Linked DNA regions of Columba livia: regions 1 and 3 are each linked to region 2. The links are chromatin contacts, called in public Hi-C maps. All regions are on one chromosome and are shown on one strand. The core of a region is the stretch at or near the end of the contact, and the rest is flanking DNA. Distances in the headings are between cores, read along the strand shown. Region 1 overlaps LOC110361785 (a long non-coding RNA gene). Region 2 has its middle 33 kb from the start of TBL1XR1. Region 3 overlaps LOC110361785 (a long non-coding RNA gene).

What was found. A called contact is a pair of places that touch in the nucleus more often than the background predicts.
Region 1: a Hi-C map of crop shows a contact between it and region 2, with 2.4 times the contacts expected there. The contact joins two enhancer-like sites. A contact is called at or near these places in 2 of 2 Hi-C or Micro-C datasets (crop and liver).
Region 3: a Hi-C map of crop shows a contact between it and region 2, with 2.5 times the contacts expected there. The contact joins two enhancer-like sites. A contact is called at or near these places in 2 of 2 Hi-C or Micro-C datasets (crop and liver).

Annotation. Positions count from the first base shown.
Region 1 is chr9:10,663,321-10,667,071 of bColLiv1.pat.W.v2, reverse strand. All of the region lies in intron 3 of LOC110361785 (a long non-coding RNA gene), which reads right to left. Among named protein-coding and RNA genes, the nearest start is that of TBL1XR1, 200 kb to the left of the region's middle. Within about 2 kb of position 2,406, at least 1 of the 3 cell types and tissues checked has an H3K27ac peak away from gene starts, as active enhancers do.
Region 2 is chr9:10,830,506-10,834,433 of bColLiv1.pat.W.v2, reverse strand. No RefSeq gene overlaps it. Among named protein-coding and RNA genes, the nearest start is that of TBL1XR1, 33 kb to the left of the region's middle. Within about 2 kb of position 1,558, at least 3 of the 3 cell types and tissues checked have an H3K27ac peak away from gene starts, as active enhancers do.
Region 3 is chr9:10,598,889-10,602,456 of bColLiv1.pat.W.v2, reverse strand. It overlaps LOC110361785 (a long non-coding RNA gene), which reads right to left. Exons shown (of 14, transcript XR_002418583.2): 3 at 1,896-1,987. Among named protein-coding and RNA genes, the nearest start is that of ZMAT3, 210 kb to the right of the region's middle. Within about 2 kb of position 1,491, at least 1 of the 3 cell types and tissues checked has an H3K27ac peak away from gene starts, as active enhancers do.

The DNA of each region.
Region 1 (3,751 bases), core at 1,157-3,656, 170 kb after region 2:
AAGCGGGTTTGTTCCACAGTGAAATTATGACAGCCTTGACCTGCTTTGCAGGCATTCTGGCTCTCTGCCAGGCTGGTGAATCAAGCGATGGTGAACTGCCAAATCCACCAAACATCAAAGGAAATGAAGCTGTTCCCATGGGATTCGTTTGCTCTCTGGCCACAAAAATGTTGCATCAGAGCTTCCCTTTGAAGAGCCGGGCAGCGAGGTGCAGCGGGATCCCCAGCAGCCCCTCCGCAGGGCCAGCTGCCTCAGCCAAACAAGGCTTGATCTTCTCTGCAGTACAAACCACTATGTCTCAAAGTGACTGTGAAAAATCCCTCACAAACATAATAGGAATGAATAAAAGGAGAGGTAAAAATAGCTAAGAAAAAGAAAAGGGTAGTAAAAGAATTAGGGCCATTTGCAAATGGTTTGTATTCCCAAAAGAAATTCCTTACTGGTTGCCAGCTGTCTGAGCCCTGAAACTTGGCATAACTACAACAGACACCGAATTTGATACAGACATTTGTTTCCCCGTATTAATCACACAGAGTAGAAATGGAATACATCGTTTACGTGTTTGCCTCATCAGCTAAGGCTTTATACTGATTAGACTTAATGGAAACCTTGCCTTGACTTTACTTATGGCCAAGATTTCAGCTCCAGGAGACACCATTGGGGGGAATCCCCCATGCACCTGCATTCCACCCTCCAGAGAAATTCAGATGAATACAGGCTTATCTCCTGCATCATCGGGACTAAAGTAGAGTGCTCTTTGATCCTTTACAGAGGACAGAAACTCCTAATGACTAAGGGAAAAGAACATCAGAATCAATCAGCTCCTTGTGGCAGAGGGGAGAGCAAGCAGCTGGTACAAGAGCTGGGGAGCTGAGGGACAGCTGGTGCACCTTGGGCAGTCAGGACACCCCTGGACTGGATTATGTCAAGTGAAGGAAAATGGTTCAATGTAACATTAAAAGGTCCGTGCACATCTTCGTGGTACAGCAAGAAAGCTCTGAAGTACCACCAGCCTTGCCCATGGTGCAAAGGCCAGGAGGGGGAGAAGAGGTGATTCATTGCAGTATCTCTCCTTTTTCCTTCAAACACCAAACACCCACATAATTACTCTAAAACCATGCCACATCAGGGGGGTAAGTAGTATAATATGGGTCTTACGCAAGTATTGTTCTAGAAATGTCTTTTTTCTTTCTTTCAGCTACTCCCACAGGGCAATAAGCACAATACATGTGCATGCATCTGGTGTGCCATGGACATCACCAAATGAGTCAGGTCCTCAGCTGGTACTATTCAGCTTGGCTGTTCTGGTGGTTCTCATTTTTTACCTTTTTTTTTTTTTTTTTTTTTTTTTTTTATTTCTGTACCTCCTTCCAAACATTCCTCTCACATTCTCTATGCAACAATAGCACCATAATACGTAATTGTATCATCAGCATCTCTGCAGTCCCCCACAAAAGAAAAATAGATGTGTAGATGTTCCTGACAAACCAGCTGTGTCTATTTGGCATTTTGCTTAACAATTCCTGACATCACATTCCAAATCCTACCTTCACTTTCCTATATAAAAAGAGCTTCTCCTTCAATTCCGGTTATGTAATATACTGATCCTGAAAATATGCTTTTTAATATCTTTATGTTGGGAGCGGATGTAAGGACCTTCCTCTGCACTCACAAGTTTCCACATCACATCTTTACCCCTGCACCACTGATCATTCTGTCTTGTTAGTGTTCCTAGAGTTCACTTGCCTGCTGGATAGAAACCCTCTTCTGATTTCCAAAAATGTAAAGTTTTTGCTAGAATTATTAATTCCACATAAAAACGAGGATATTTTGCTTAAAACTTTTGTCATCATTCTGGGGAGGAAAAGCAGTTACGTTTTTTTCTTCTGCTTATTTAAATGATCTACTGATGAGCTGGTTTCACGCATTGTGTTTCCACAGATGTTACCTTTTTTCTGACTTGGAGAACTGCATACAACTACGCTACTGCAAAACCCTTGTGTGATTTCCAAGTCTGTATCAATCATACTGAACAAAACCACATGATTCTTACAAAATGTTATGCTTTGTTCCATTATAATGCATCCCAACACAAGAACTATCATACCAAGTCAGACCAAAGGTCATTCAAATCCAGTTTCTTAACTGCAGCCCAGGAGCAAAGAGTACAGAGAAAGCTTGTTCGCCTCAACAAATCATCCTCTCTTCCAGACATCTGCAACACAAGGACTTTCTGGATGTTATATGTGAAGTGTTAGCATCACAAACACCCTGTACGAGGATTGCCACAGTTCAACTGCATGGAAAGCATTTCACTTGACGTTCTCCAGTTCCTGCATTAGGGGAAACAGTAAATGATTGTTTACTGCTAACCTTCTTCAAACAGCTCCACAGCTTCCCTGCTACCAGAGTCTACAAAGGAGTGCCAGAAGAGCACTGATAAGAAACAGTTTTATGACAAAGTTGCCATATAGCTTTATGACAACATCTTATGATAGTGTGTCATGACAAAGTTGTGATAACAACTTTCAGTGTGGCCATTTGTCACCCTCTAGAGGTGGCTGAGCAATAAACGGACTGATGCAGCCCAGCCGTCATGCTGCTCCCAGCCAAAGATGCCACCACGTTCAGTCTCCCGCTCCTGCCACCCGTGTCATTGCAGGACATTGCACACAGGGATCTGCCTTCCAGACTCCACTCAACAAACGCCTGAGAAACTTGAAACATGCTATTCTTGAAACTCCTGTGAAACACATCTGCTCTTACAACCACCCATATATTTGAAGGGTTATCCATAAACAAATACCGCTGTGCACGCTCAAATTTTACACACACAACTGAGCTCTCATGGTAATCCTCAGATCGTTACATGGCTGCCTGTTAATCTGGAATGACAGATCCAATCTCTGTAAACAAATACTGATTACGTGGGGAAAAAAGCCAAGTTATGAACTTTTTGCTATGAATTGACCTACCAGCAGTGTGACAAACAGAAACAGAGCTGAAAAGCTGTCAATATGGCTCATCGTACATATAACTCTATAAAAATAGACCAAACTCTTGCAGGAGAAGAAGGAAAGAAAATACTCGGTAACCCATTTCTTACTTGTGCTATGGCGGTTTCTGAAACCATACTCTATTGTGCTACGTTCTCTATGAGCACAGAAGGAAAAGGCATGTGCTAGCACACGTCCCTGAGCTATAAACTGGGATGCAACTTGCTGTGAATGGGCACAGCCCTCCCACTTGCTATGCAGCCACCTCCGTTTGTACTGGCAAAATACCTTTACCCTATTTCTTGTATTTAATATAAAATGAAAAATGTAGACAAACCCAAAGATGCTCCCATTCTTTTGCATCCCTTAGTCTTGGTGCAACAAAGCCCTCTGCCTCCAAGGAAATCACCAGGTGAAGTGGGCAGACTCAGCAGAGCTCCCAGCTTCTGTCTCCACAGGCCAATCCTGCTAGTGCCAACGTGTGAAGTGGTGTTGGTCCATGACCTGGACCTGCAAAGCTCACACCACCAAGATCCAACTTACCAAGGAGTAAAGCTTCCACAAAAGCTGTTTCTCTTGTTGGTACGTGTGTTATAGAATGAAGTGCTTTCCATAGTAATGCTTACAACCCTGTAAGAAGTGCCACCATGAGTTAGGGCATGTTTCTTCTTTGCCTGTGACCAAATACAGCTGTGCGGGGGAAAGATGCTGGTGGCCAGGTGACAGCAGAGTCACTCTCTTTGCACCACTTGGCT
Region 2 (3,928 bases), core at 309-2,808:
TCGCATAAATATTGCCCAAATGCTCAGCATGGATGCCTGCTGCTTGCAATGATAGCATCGAGCTAGCCTAAAAATTAAGTGCCATCATCTTCTCTCTGTGTCCCTCGTTGAACTGCACTGCCACCTGTCACACCCACCAACAGGGCAAATTGCTCTCAGGGCAGGCGACTCCAGCACCGCGAGGGCAGGCACCCCAGTGCAGCTCCGAGTGATTTCAACGGCCTGGGAAATTCATACCCTATGGGTCTGGGTTGGGGGAGAAGCCTCAGCTCCATACACCGAGATCCACCCTGACAAAGCCACAGCTCCTGCCACCAACCATGGCTTGCTGGGCAGGGAAAAATCCCTGTGCTAATGACCAAGCACTACAAGCAGAGACAGCTTCTTGCTTAATCCTTCGCTTTGATCCAAGCTGAGCAGGGAAACGTGCCCTGCACCCCGCACATGCTTTCCATGCCTCCGTCCCAATGAGAAACACAACTACTCATCTCAAGGAGCTTCCAGACCAGCTACAAGTCCAGAGGCAACACATGGGAAGAGGCAGACGGGAAAACGTGACGAGGTGAGGCTGCGGGGTAGGACACAGAGCACCCCAGCAGCCTCCCCGCTGCAATAAATTGTAACTTCATGGCAAAGCCAAGTGGGAAACACATGAGAAAGCTTAAAATGGCTTGTCTGAACACTGAAGAAGTAGGTGATAGATTCTGTTTGATCCTGAGGCAATACAGGCACAGCGCAGCTGGCCAGGACAGTGAGAACGAGACATGTATGTGTGCGTGTGCTGACGGAGCAGATGAAGCAGTGGAGGTGCACAAGAGTGACCTGGCCAAAGGGACGGGCTGAGGAAGGTGACCAGCGCAGCTGTGTTCTGGATGGAGCAGAGCAGGAACGGGGCAGGCTCAGACCTGCCAGGGCAAGAGGAAAAGGACACTGCAGTAACCAAGCTGCTGGGAAGACACCAAATGCTCGGGCAGGAGCTGGACAGGAATATAGAATCATAGAGTCATTTCTGTTGGAAGAGACCCTTAAGATCATTGCGTCAAACCATAACCTAACTCTAGCACTAAACCACGTCCCAAAGAACCTTGTCTACATGTCTTCTACACACCTCCAGCAATGGCGACTCCACCACTGCCTTGGGCAGCCTGTTCCAATGCTTTACAGCCCTTTCCATGGAGAAATGTTTCCTAATATTCAAACTAAACCTCCCCGGCACAACTTGAGGCCATTTCCTCTTGTCCTATCACTTGTTGCTTCGGAGATCAACACCCTCCATGCTACAACCTCCTTTCCGGCAGTTGTAGACAACAGTAAGGTGTCCCCTCAGCTCCTGTTCTCCAGGCTGAACCCCCAGTCCCTCACCCGCTGCCATCACCCTTGTGCTCCAGCCCTTCACCAGGCTCGGCCAGGGCCGCGCAGCCGCCATCCGGCACGGTCACACACAACCGGCGGTCTGCGAGAACACCAGGGCATTCACAGTTCGCCGATCACCGCCACGCCGGCCGAAGGTCCCACGTTGTTACCAGCAGCGGCAACAACCGGGCCGGCTCGGGATCCCGACCCCTCTGCCTTCTCCTCAGCGCTTCGCCAAGGGCCGCTGCCACCGCGGGACGGGGTGAACCCGCTTCCCGCCCGCCTGCAGCGTTTCCCGTCCCGTGTTTCCAGCGGAGGTCGGGACTGCCCACGGCCAGCAGCACGGCCCCGCAGCCCCGGGCGTCTGGGGCGGCCCCGACTCGGAGCACAGTGCAGCCGCCGCCGCCGCCATTTCGCGGCGCCTCCCGCCCGCGTCCGGGCCCTCCCCGCCCCTCCCCCGCCGCAGCCTGCGCGCCCATTTCCGCCTGGCCGGGCGCCGCGCGGCGCGGGCTCCCCGCCCCCTCCCCGGTGCTCAGTCATTCAGACCGGCAGAGTCAATAACACGCTGACATCACCAGCGGCGCGCGGGCACGGCGCGGGGCGGCCGGCGGGAGGGGGAGGGGAGGCGCGAGGCGGGGGGCGGGGCAGCGCCCCCACTGCGGGCTGAGGGGAGAGTGCGGGGGCGGGAAAATGGCTGAGGGGAGAGTGCGGGGGACACGGCTGAGGGAGACCCGGGAGGGGAGAGCCTGGGGGGAGTCGGCTGCGGGGAGACCACTGAGAGGAAATGGCCGAGGGGAGACCCCTGAGAGGAAGCGGCTGAGGAGGGGCCACTGAGGGGAAATGGCGGGGGGAGTCCTCTGAGGGGAGACCCGAGGGGAAACCGCTGGGGAGGGGTGGCTGAGGGGCAGTGGCTGCGGGGGGCAGCTGGGGCCGTCCCTGGGTGTCCCTCACCTCTTGTGCGGCCTCGGGTGTTCTCTGCCCTCTGTCAAAACCTCCTTCCACGCCACGTGAACACCACCCCAGCACCACCGGCCTTCCCACGGAACAAGCCCAGGGCAGGAGGCCACGGGGGCCGGTGGTGGTGCCATGTCACCCGCAGCCCTTGGCACAGGGATCCTGAGCCTGCCGCAGCCCCAGCAGTGCAAATACACCCGTGACATATGGTCTCCAGCTAAGGGGAAGGGCTCCGGGGCCAACATCTCTACAATATAAATAATTTTACCAAAATATACAGAGTCCATATTGCATATTCTGGTGTCTGCTCTGCCCAAGCCTGAAGGGGGAGGGGAGTGCAATATAAAGGCAACATCAGGCCTTCCCGTTCCTATACCAGTGATAGAGAATATTATAAATTTAATAGATCTTCTTCATAATTCATAGCTTGCTTGTGGAAAAAAAAATCATAATAGCTTGGTGTGATATGTCAGGCATCTATAATTCATGGCGCTGAGATCACACAACCACCATACAGCAGGAGTTTGCTCCGCAGAGTGAGATGTTTGTAATTAATCTGTGAAAAGAGAAACAAAGGCAATAAACTAGGAAGGACGACAAATGAGGGACAGATCCTGCCACCCACACTGACGTGGAATAGTGCTCGGCCAGCAAGCTTGAATAATCCTTAGCTAAAAATCAATAAAATTGGCCAAGAAGTGGGGTAAATAGTAAATTCATCACTGACTGGTTCATTACAACACACAGATGCAGATTGAACTGCCCTTTTGGGCAACAAGGTGCCGAAAGCAGCAGGACGGGCTATGCTTAAGCTAAGCCTAGATCAAAGCACGAGGAGACGAGACCACTTGAGCCAGGTCTTGCGGCCGTGGTGCGAGGGAGTTTCAAGGCTGTGCAGTGGGGACCAGGGGTCCCTCCACCCTCCCTGTGCCAGGAGGTGCCGGTTTAGGGAAGGTTGAGAAGCTTGTGATCTGCATGGAGTGTTTGCGTCAGCCTCATTGACCTCAGCAGGACTGGGGCATGTGCCGAAGTGCTTTACTGAACAGGGAAGTTTCCTTGAATCAGAGCCTGAGTGAGGATTTGAACAATTTGTGCTGCTAACGAGGAGTGGCTGCAGTGGTGGAATGAGCCAAAGTCGCTTCCTAATTGGAAACAGGGAGCTGGAGATCTCCAGAACCCCCTTCCTCTCGCTATTGTCTATTTTCATCCCGGTGAAGCTAAAGCTGGTAACTGTGATGTGTCAGCTTAAAAACTCCCTGTGGTTTCTCACAATAGACCAACCGTCTACGCCGGTTTTCAAACGGTACAGGGAAATCTTGTAAGATTGCATGGCCAACCAAGAAGTGGGGGGAGAAATTAATTTCTTTTAAAGTGGATGCTACAAGGAAAACGAAAAAAGAAATCCTCGTCCTTCTGGGAGTTTGTCTAACATATGGTTTCAAACGAAAAAAAAATGGTGACCGGCCCATCAGACAAACCTGTGTGTCACAATTAAAGAAATCGTTTTAATCCGAGATAAGGCACAGGGTAAAGGGGCGTCACGGTGAGCAGGAGGGACTCCAGAAGGAAGCGCAGGCCTCTCTCGCAGGGAGCTGTGATAGTGCCAGTGTGCGGATGCTGG
Region 3 (3,568 bases), core at 242-2,741, 230 kb after region 2:
CACACCAAATACAAAGTTACCTGGACCTTTGAAGCTCTCTTACAATCAAAGACATTTGAGGGTGATGGTTTTGTTTGCACAGTGGTTTCCTTTACCAACATATCGTAGCTTCTCATATCCAACAAGGTTTTTTCTCTTCGCTCTTTCCCTCATGTGAAATCAGACCAATCTGTAGCAAACAGGTACAGTCACAGGGAACACCTGGGTAATTCTGCTGACTAGAAGGCAGTTAGTCACTTTCTTTGATCTTCTGTGTTACTTCAACACAGCTCACAGTAAATTTAAGAACAATATTGGTAAGTTTTTCAGTACAAAAAGGTTTCTTTAAGAATTGCATTGATACTTAAAAAGCCTTCCCAAGATGTACATTGCACTACAAAAAGTGTTTCTATGGTTTTTAAAAATAGCAACCTCCAATAAGACGTTAAGTGAAAAGAAAGCCACATGCCTAAGGTTTTGAAAGGTAGACAACTTGTGATTTTCTGCATTAATTCCCTTCATGATCAGAAACAACATGTACTTTTCCACAAAACCACAAAAAGCTCCATTGTCAATAAACACAGGTCAGCATTAAGGTTTTTCAAGCAATCGGGAGCTGAGTACAAACAGCAAGTGAAATGGCAGGGGCCACAACCACCTTAGTATTAAAACACATAAAACACGGAGTGCAGAGTCAGAGCAATAAAGGGCACAACAGATTTCTGCAGAAACGAGCTTTTTTTTTTCTCCAGAATAGCTTGTATACCAATTACGTGAATGGAAGCACATGGCAGCCAGCAAGCAGAAGGCAGGAAGGCGTTCACCTAGCACAGCCTGAACCCATTCTGCACTGGGGGGCCAGACAAACACAGCACCCCCCGAGCACAAACCACAGTCACTCCCGATAGAAGCAAATGCCCAAGTACTCACCCCTCTGCAGCTCCACTGCCCTCAGAGGCAGAAAAAGAAGAGCTCAGCAAGAGGAATCTGATCTCGCAAGGACAATTCCACTGACTAAAATATTCTCCTTAGCACCCACCACATGCCCATGAAGACCCCAGAGCTGTAAATCATCATCCCTTTGCAGATCTCAACGAGCAGAAAAATGTAACACAGGCCTTTGTGCTAACAGGGGGAAACTGAGCTGAAAGTCAATACAAAACTCTAGGGGAGGCTGCAGGTGCTTTGGGTTAAGGACATTTGGAGGAAACCAATGGGTCACCAGCCCGGCAGCTGTGAGGAATCTCTGGCTAATGGGCCTTAAACTGCATCTTCTTTTTTTAAAGGGACCATCTTTCAGAAGCAGAACATACATCTCTTCTTTGATTGCTCTACAGCACTGTGTGAGCCCTCTGGCAGTCCCATGGTGTTACCATGCCTGGGTGCTGGGATTTCCTGTCCCCGAGCCATAGGACACATTCAGGTACAGGAACGTTAGCTGAATATGGCAGGCACACCTGCCTGGAGCACAGAGTCACCCTCACTGTGTGCATTCAAAGAGGACTTTGACAGTGACATGGTATGTTGTCTGTAAAGCCGCGTAAGGCAGGAGACACTCTAGAGTTTAAGGTCTGGTTCAGACATGGAAGGCAGGAGGTATGTCATTGTACCACTGTGGAGTTACAAACACACACACACAGGGGGCTGTGATGTAAATCACCCAGCAGGAATTGAACCTCCTGAGAAAGTCTGCAGCTGGGTCAGTGTGGAGAGTTGAGTTGGACAATCAGTGAACGTTGCTGTGATCAGGTATCAGTGATGGAGAGGGTGCAGCCTGACCTAGCAGTAAGCCCCTGAACTCTGCATTTTATTTATGTGTTTTACATGTTAACTCCTGAAATAAAAATCAATATGTGTCAGACTGGTTACGTTTAAATGCATAATTCCCTTTCTAGTAAACTAATGCTTCCCCTTACCTGCATGACAAGCAGTTCTGGGAACATGAGTTAGGAAGAGACCTTGGAGAGAAGATGAGAGGGCCTCAAGAGACTTGAGGTTACTGGAGACACTGGAGGAGAAGAAAGAAAAATCAAACTCACAAATGAACTGCTGAAGGTCAAAAAACAACATGCATTGTTGAGATGTGCTTATTTGTTTCTTAATCCCAGAGTGAAGAGAAATAAAAGACCAGGCACATTGTGTGCACTCTCCAGAGCAGGACTGGGAGGGGGACGAGTAGGTAGGTAACCAAACGTCAACAATCCATGAGACAATGAGAAAAGCAAAAGGTAGAGTGAGAAGACGAGGCATGTCAAGAAGCGAAGCCCAGCTCTTCTAGCAGCTGAGCTGTGCCTGCAAATGAGCCAGACTGGGGCCCTGTTTCATCAGGAGCTGAAGGAAACACTCTGTATGGGGCAAATACACAGGTCAAGGGTTAATCTTCATTCTCACTGTCATGTGAAATGTGGGGATGCATTTATCTGTTTTAAGAGCACCTTGGCTGATTAGCAGTCATTTGCCAAAGTTCTTCCTCTTTGAGCATTGTAGTAATTTGCACTACACTGAGATTTCTCTGTTTTCCCTCCAAACACCATGCTGTTTCTAAGTTTGTATTTTTTGTTTGTTTGTGGGGGTTTGGGTTTTTTGTTTTGTTGGCGTTTTTTTGTTGTTGTTTGTGTTTTACATCTCTGATTGTGCTTCAGCCTATTCCTGACCCAGAAATTAGAAGAATTAACCCTGTTGTTGTTATCCATTATCTACTCTCTTTGTCATCTAATAAGTGCTTGGCTCTTGAGTGAGGAGCAGAGAGCAATAACTGAAGTCCTGTGGGCCAAGGAGCGGGAAACTGCCAGCAAGCCTTTGTAAATAGAAGTAGAAAGGGTGACACATTGGACATTGTGCTTTGTTACAATTTGTAAGAGCCTCAAAGTCTGCTGGGTTTGTAACTATGCTCTGTCATGCTGCTCCTTATCCCATAATTTGCATTTTAAATACCAGTGGTGCTCCTCTCCTTGCAGTGGCATACACTTGGCTGCCAGCCTGTGCCATTAGGCGGGGCTGTGAATGTATGAGGAAATGCAGCAGGTGACAGCACCATGGACACAGGGGTGCAGCAGAAGGAAGTCATCTCATGGGCACGGATACCCCAACTTGGACTGGACAGAAAGCTTAGTATGATATAGAGTAATTATTTTATTAATTTAAATCTTTTTTCTGTTACTGAAACAAGTCAAACTTTTCCAATGGGGACAGAGAACCACTGGTTAGTGTCTTTATATGAGGTGACACTCTCAATCCCACCTGAAAATTTAGCATATGGTGCTGTGGTGAGGACTGCTGGTGCCACAGGCCTGACAGGGTGACCTAGGAGGTCACTGCACTCTTGCAAGAGAAAGCATTCACATGTGGGAGAAGTGAAAACATGTTTGCCATTGACAAACTTGTTGCTTTGGCTACACACCAGTTCCTACTCAGGAACAGGTAATAGCCATTTTCATTGTCATTTCTCAATCAGTTTCATCCAGTTTATGCAGGCAACCAGAAAACAAAGTCAAGTTCTCTTCCAGAAACTCAAGAGAACTCCCTGTGCTGTCATGTCCCTCATGCACCAACACGGACGCTTTTCTGGCCAAGTTTTTCCATTGTAGTG